Linked DNA regions of Hordeum vulgare: region 1 is linked to region 2. Evidence: chromatin contacts called from public Hi-C data. All regions are on one chromosome and are shown on one strand. Each heading gives the region's core, a stretch centred on a gene start, on an enhancer-like site or on the middle of the called end of the contact. The rest is flanking DNA. Distances are from core to core; before and after follow the strand shown. Region 1 holds the start of LOC123411641 (cyclin-P4-1-like). Region 2 holds the start of LOC123439147 (trihelix transcription factor ASIL1-like).

Evidence for each region. Hi-C and Micro-C count contacts between places; a contact is called where the count stands out from the background.
Region 1: a contact with region 2 is called in a Hi-C map of seedling, with 4 times the contacts expected there. The contact joins the promoter of LOC123411641 here to the promoter of LOC123439147 in region 2. A contact is called at or near these places in 2 of 6 Hi-C or Micro-C datasets (leaf and seedling).

What each region holds. Positions count from the first base shown.
Region 1 is chr1H:383,389,396-383,392,351 of MorexV3_pseudomolecules_assembly, forward strand. It overlaps LOC123411641 (cyclin-P4-1-like), which reads right to left and starts at 1,358. Exons shown (of 2, transcript XM_045104606.1): 1 at 815-1,358; 2 at 1-172. The coding sequence starts at 1,224.
Region 2 is chr1H:383,184,714-383,188,006 of MorexV3_pseudomolecules_assembly, forward strand. LOC123439147 (trihelix transcription factor ASIL1-like) reads right to left here and starts at 1,573. Exons shown (of 1, transcript XM_045115895.1): 1 at 1-1,573. The coding sequence starts at 1,093. The coding sequence ends at 134.

The DNA.
Region 1 (2,956 bases), core at 108-2,607, 200 kb after region 2:
CGGGTGCTCGAGGTAGGCCATCTCGGTCTGCAGCACGGCGCAGTAGGAGGCGAAGACGGCGGGCGTGACGTTGAGGTCGAAGGCGATGCCGAAGAGGAAGTCCACCTCCAGGTAGTTCATCTCCATCAGGCTGATCCCTCCCACCCTCGCGAAGTAGGCGTTGTTGTAGCATCTGCATTCACGCACATTTCATCAGTTCTTCTCTTGGAGCACACGCCAAAGCTTTGCGCGCGATCGACGCATCAACATTCAACAACAACAGCTAAGCTAAGATTGTTTCGACAGCAACGGTGAAGTGAATTGCATGCGGTGGTGCATGGCGAAGACGTCGAATTGCTCAGCTGTCCTCGTGACCAGCTAGAGACGGCAATAGCTCTGGCCCCGGTTGGTGGCGTGCCGTGCCAGTTGGAAATCCAAATAATGGTGGGAAAAAATACGAGCGGGCCGGCCGGCCGGGCCACCCCATGGCTGGTACTCACACACAGCTATAGGCGGTCCGTGAGGTCGGTCGGTCGGTCGGTCGTGTGCTCGGCACGACACGACAAAGGGATCGCAAAGTCAGATCAGATCACACTCGGAGCCCAATTGGACTGCGGATTTAATCTACCACCTCAATTAAGTGATCGTTCTTCTGCACCGAACGACCTCAATTATGGTTCGGTTTATCCGATCCAGTGGTAGTAGATCGGTTTGATATATCCTACTTGCTGAAATATGAATGCGGATGGTGTAATTCGGTGTTTGTTCGTGGTTAATTTGGGGCCGAAGTTTCGAATTTGCATGAGCTGGGATGGGATGGACGGATGATACGTACATGTCGTCGACGAACTTGACGGCGGTGAGGACGGAGGTGATGAGGAGGCGGTGGACGTTGAAGGAGTCGACGGCGAGGGCGGGACGGCGGCGTAGGAAGCGGTCGAGGTAGATGTAGGCGACGACGTAGCAGGAGGGGCTGCAGCCGGCGAACCGGAAGATGCGCTCCAGGTAGCCGCCGACGGAGATGGCCGGCTTCGTCAGACCTTGGAACGCCGACACCGCCTTCTTCTTCATACTCGTCGTCTCCCTGCGGCCGTCTTCTCCTTGGTCGTCGTCCTCCTCCACGTCCCGTATGCGCCGCTCCACCGCGGCGACGACGTCGTTGCGCTCCGCCACGCGCTCCAGCAGCGCCGACAGGATCGACACCACCCGCGGCACCGCCGCCTGGTCCTCCGCCGCCATCGTCATCGTCGCTCCCTCAGTTTCTTGCCTGACCTCCTCGGCTGCTGCTGTAGCTAGCCAGCTTGGGGTCTTGGAGGTGGAGGTGAGGGAGGGGGGAGAGAGCGGGAGGTGAGGTGGGGGGTGGTGGTGGTGGATATAAAGGGGTTGGAGGGAAAGTGAAGCGGACGCGAGAGGTATTCGTGGGTGGGAAGGCGCTTTGATAGATAGTATCTTGCTGCTGCTGTGCACAGGTGGAATAAATTTGTCGGCGGCGGCGGCGATAACGTAGCGGCACCGTACTACCTGTGGTGAAACAGCCGGACTGCTGGTAAACGACTCTGGGGCCTGGACTGGATGGCGTACGTGTCACGGTTGACAGCTCGTATGCATGACAGACAGCAGGCCCCGGTCGTTCGTGCGTGCGTGCGTGCCCTCGACGACGGCCGAAACTCTGGCGAGATCTCTCGGCGACCACGCCTTAACTGGCAGACCGCAAGTGTCGGGCTCACGGCCTCTTTCTCTCTCTCTCTCTCTTCCTTGACCCGAGCAGCAGCCTCCGGAGTTAAACTAGGTGCGCGGCAGGAAGAAATTTCTCGCGAGGTCCGGCCGCCGGTCGTTTTCAAGGCTGTTGGGCGGCATACGGGGCGTAGTAGTATCACGTTAGCTCTCCAGTCCGCTGAGAAATCACCGAAAATTAGGGCGTTTCGCACGCTGAGCTCGTGCGTGTGTGTGCCGCAGCCGGCGCGCGGGTTGCGCGGCCGCGTGCAACGTACCTCTGACCAACTCGTCGGCCGGAGACGAGGGGGTGTATCTGCTCGCCTAAACAACGACCAAGTGCCTGACACGGTAAATAGTTCATTGATTCTTCCAGTGTGAAATTGAGATTTAAATGATACTTCCTACTCCCTCAGTCCGAAAATACTTGTCATAAAAGTAAAAGTATTTAGATGTATTTTAGTTTTAAACATATTTTTAATCCGTTCAAATACTATTTAATTAATCAACCAAGCTCCAAACACCATGCATGCATTTTTTTTAAATGAAGGAAAGCCCCGGCCTCTGCATTGTGGTGATGCATGCACCGCACATATGTACTATATTCTGGAACATGAACAGGAGTGTGTTTGTATCATTGTGTGTCATGCAATGCAGGTGTAGCAGGGATGGCATCCGCATGATATAGATACAAGTGGAGCCTTCGCATACCTTTACCCGTCCGTCTAAACTTATTCATCACCTTATTTATACATGCCAATGGATATAAATTTATTTCCATACCTGTTACCCGATAGGATAGACGGATACCTGCGGATAAATTATCCATATTTGTAAAGCATGAAATTAAACATAATATAATCATAAACTACATCTTATAATAGAGTTTACAAAAATAGATTATAACAACAACATATACTTGTAAACAATATCATATAGTCATAAACAATATCATATAGGCATACACTTTTAATTCACAAATTCTTGACATGATGTAGATTTTAGAGATAATATTTAGTTTACATGGTTTTTATATGGGTCCATGAATATGCGGGTATGTGTTATATGATTCCATACACATACTCGTTCTGTCCGATGAATTTTTTACATACATATATATACTCGTGAATAAGTTTTTGTTACATACTTTTATTTTAGTAGAGTTTTTATCTGCAGGATATGTGAGCAATTGGTAACGTGGTGCAGGGTAAAGAAGGGAGTCAGCCGAGTAGCAGCGCGTAGTTGAGTCGAGGAGGGATGCATC
Region 2 (3,293 bases), core at 323-2,822:
ATCAACCATCCAAACACAAGAAGAGTAGAAACATCACAAGTCATCAGCTGAGATGAGCAGCAGCAGTAACTAACAAAGCCAGTAGGCATCAACACGGAGTTGAGCTGAGGCTGCGCCGGAGCTGCTCAAGTCCTCAATCCTCCTCCATTGCAGAGGCGGATGAGACCAGCTTGGCCTTCTTGTGGTGCGGCTGCTGCTTGCCGAGGAACGCCTCGACGAAGAGCTGCTGAGCGTCGAGCAGCGCCTGGGTGCGCTTCATCTCCGACTCCATCCGCTCCTTCTCCATCTGGAGCGATAGCTCCAGCCTGCGCTCCTCCATCCTCAGGAACCCCTGGCCGACGGCCCTCAGTGCTGAGGCCACCTCCGCCATGGCCTCCGCCTCCGGATCCTCCTCGCTCCTGTCCCGGTCCAGCCTCGCATCCCGCGGAACCCCCGGCTTGGTGCGCGAAGCCTTGGGGATGGTGAATCGCAGTCCGCTGCCGCCCCCGCCGTTGGAGATAAGGCCGTGGAGGCTCCTGCTCCGCCCGGCGTCCTCGGACGAGGGGGACGACACGGGGGAAGGGGACGCCGGGATGGCGTTCCCCCTGGGCTTGATCTTGATGATGGGGTTGGGGCTGGCGTCAGGCACCCCGCCGCCGGCGAGGTCGTGGAGGAGCGGGAAGAAGGGCCACTTGGGCCCCTTGGAGCGCCCCATGGAGCGGCCCCGCTCGGCGCGGTACCGCTTCCGGAGCTTCTCGATCTTGTGGCGGCACTGGACGCCCGACTTGTAGGTGGCGGTGGGGAACCTCCCGCAGCGGGCGGTGACGGCGCCGGCGACCTCGTCCCAGTCCGCCGCCCGCAGGTTGCCCTTCTTGAGCGCCTCCCACTTGTCGCGGTACGCCTCGATGAGCGCGAGGGTCTCCTCGTGCGTCCAGCACGGCGGGGGCAGCCTCCTCCCTCCGCCGCCGCCCGGCCCCACCCCGCCCCCTCCGCCGCCGGACGAGGCCGCGGCGGCGGCGGCGGCGGCGGCAGCCGCGATGCCGGGCGCGGCCAGCGGGGGCAGCTCCGGGGAGGAGGGCGCGTCATCGAGCTTGGGCGACGAGGAGGAGGACATGGTCGTCGGCGGCTAGGGTTTGGTGGTGGTGGTGGTGGAGATGGGGAACGGAGGAGGAGGAGGTGGGGAACCGGTCATATAAGGAGGCGCGGTGCGGTGCGGTGGAGGTGGGCCGCGGGCGCCCGCCCGCTGGCGGGCGTGGGTGGGGTGGGCCGCGCGGTGAAAGGAACGACCGGCTGTGGAGGCGCAGCGGCCGCGGCAGCCGCGTGGGGGCGTGGCGGTGCGGTGCGAGATGCGGTGGTGGTTTTTGCTTGCAGCGGGGTTTGTCGCGTCGCGGGCGGGGCGGGGCGGGGCGGCGCGGCGCGGCGGTAAGGGGTGGGTAATGGCACGGGCGGAGGCACCGCACCGCACGGCGCCGCGTCGTGCGGCCCGTGCCGTGGTGGGCACTCGAGGCCGCTGTGCGGGGGGGCCAGGTCAGGTCAGGCCAGCCACCCACCGCTCTCCCTCTCCCTCTCCCCTCCCGCGCGCGGCGTGGCCGCGTGGCCGTGTGCCGTGTAACCTCCTCCGTCTCCTTTCCATCGGCGGAGCCTCCGCCCCGCCCGTTTCCTTTCCTTTTCCCTTTTTTTTTTAATCGAGCACTCGAATTCCAGCGGCGCCGCCCCGATCCAATCGTCTGCTCCTCTCCTCCTCAATTATTGGCTTCCGGACTCGGTGGTTCATCAGCGCCGCACGGCGGTGCAGGTCGATTCCGGTTGCCGGCTCGTTACATGAGAGTTTTCTACAAAAGTGAAAATCTAATTTAAAACTGAACTGCAGAAACATCAGTATTTTTTCTACAAAAAATAGCATGATGTAGGTATAGATTTACGAAACGAATCTTGAATTCCATTCCTAGTACAAATCAAACAACTATCATATGTCATCGCCACAAAAAAAACTCGCATATGAATTTTTCTTTTAGCATTTCAGTTTTGTAATTAGAAAAGTTGTAAAAAAGAAATTTTGAACCAACGAGACCTTTCATCATTTTCTATGTAGTGCTTTTTTGTGCAAATCCAATCATGCAGAATTCAAGTGGTCATGACATGACAATCCTGAGTTTTTCCTATTTCACACATTTTTTTCAAGAAAGCCAAAGGTCATATATTAAATAGCACAAATCCTTACAAAAACGATTTTACAGAAAATTAAAAAATACATCCAAATCCTTGGGAATGTCGACGTCTTCTTCCTTCTACATCCACGATGGCATCATGAGTATAGCTCATTGCTGCCTCTAGACTTTGTCCGAGCCAAGCAAATTTGTTGAAACTCGGGGGCTTGTATAAGCAACGGCCGGCAAGTAGTCGATGTAGACCAGAAAACATTGGCAACCGACCGGCCATGATCTGCGTAATAAACACAAATCGCATAAGATCCCCGACGAGGATGAGATTGGCCAACGTTCATCGATTAGAATTAGAGTCAGAGTATCGAAACGCATAACCACGTTCTCTGCTCCATAAGACAAAGCCGCCGAAACAAATCTGCTAAAGAAAAAGCCAACCCAGGAGAACCAAATCCGTGAGCACACCATCCTCCATACGTGTTGGGGATGTCCCCCACGTATATAACCTGGTTCATGAAATGACCCATCCAATAACCTGGTTCATGAAATGACCCATCCAAGGGCCTCATGGCGCTATGGGCACCTCACAACCGTGTCGAGATGAAGATAGACTGTGGAATTTTTTAAGGCTCGTCAATGGATCGTGTTGAGGGAGACTCCTATGGGTCGGCTTACTCGGAAGGCCTAGATGAAAAGTTTCATGCCTTGAGAAGATAGTAAAAGAAAGAAGTAGACTAGGACACGGGTTGAGAGTATGACCCGAATTCTTTTGTAACCTTGGGGACTCAACCTATTTGAAAGCACAATTGCTCCCTAGGATGGTTTTGATAATTGATCACAACATATGCATTATTGGACTAATGTGTTTTTCAAGTATATTTCAGAAAAGTTCAAAAGATGCTATGGATTAAATTTTATGTGGAGATACCCCTGAATGCAAGAAAGGAATAATATTGGCTCAAGCTTCAAGCTAGAAGACTCTTCATTTTATACTTGTGAGAAATCAGTTTTGAGTTCATAGGAAAGCCAATACTATTAAAAGGGGGTGAGGTAGACTGCTCAAATGCTCAAAGTTAGCCACCAAACACTCAGTCATTTTTCCCACATATCCACTCTGTCAAGTTCCACATTCACAAATTCGGTGTAACCAAC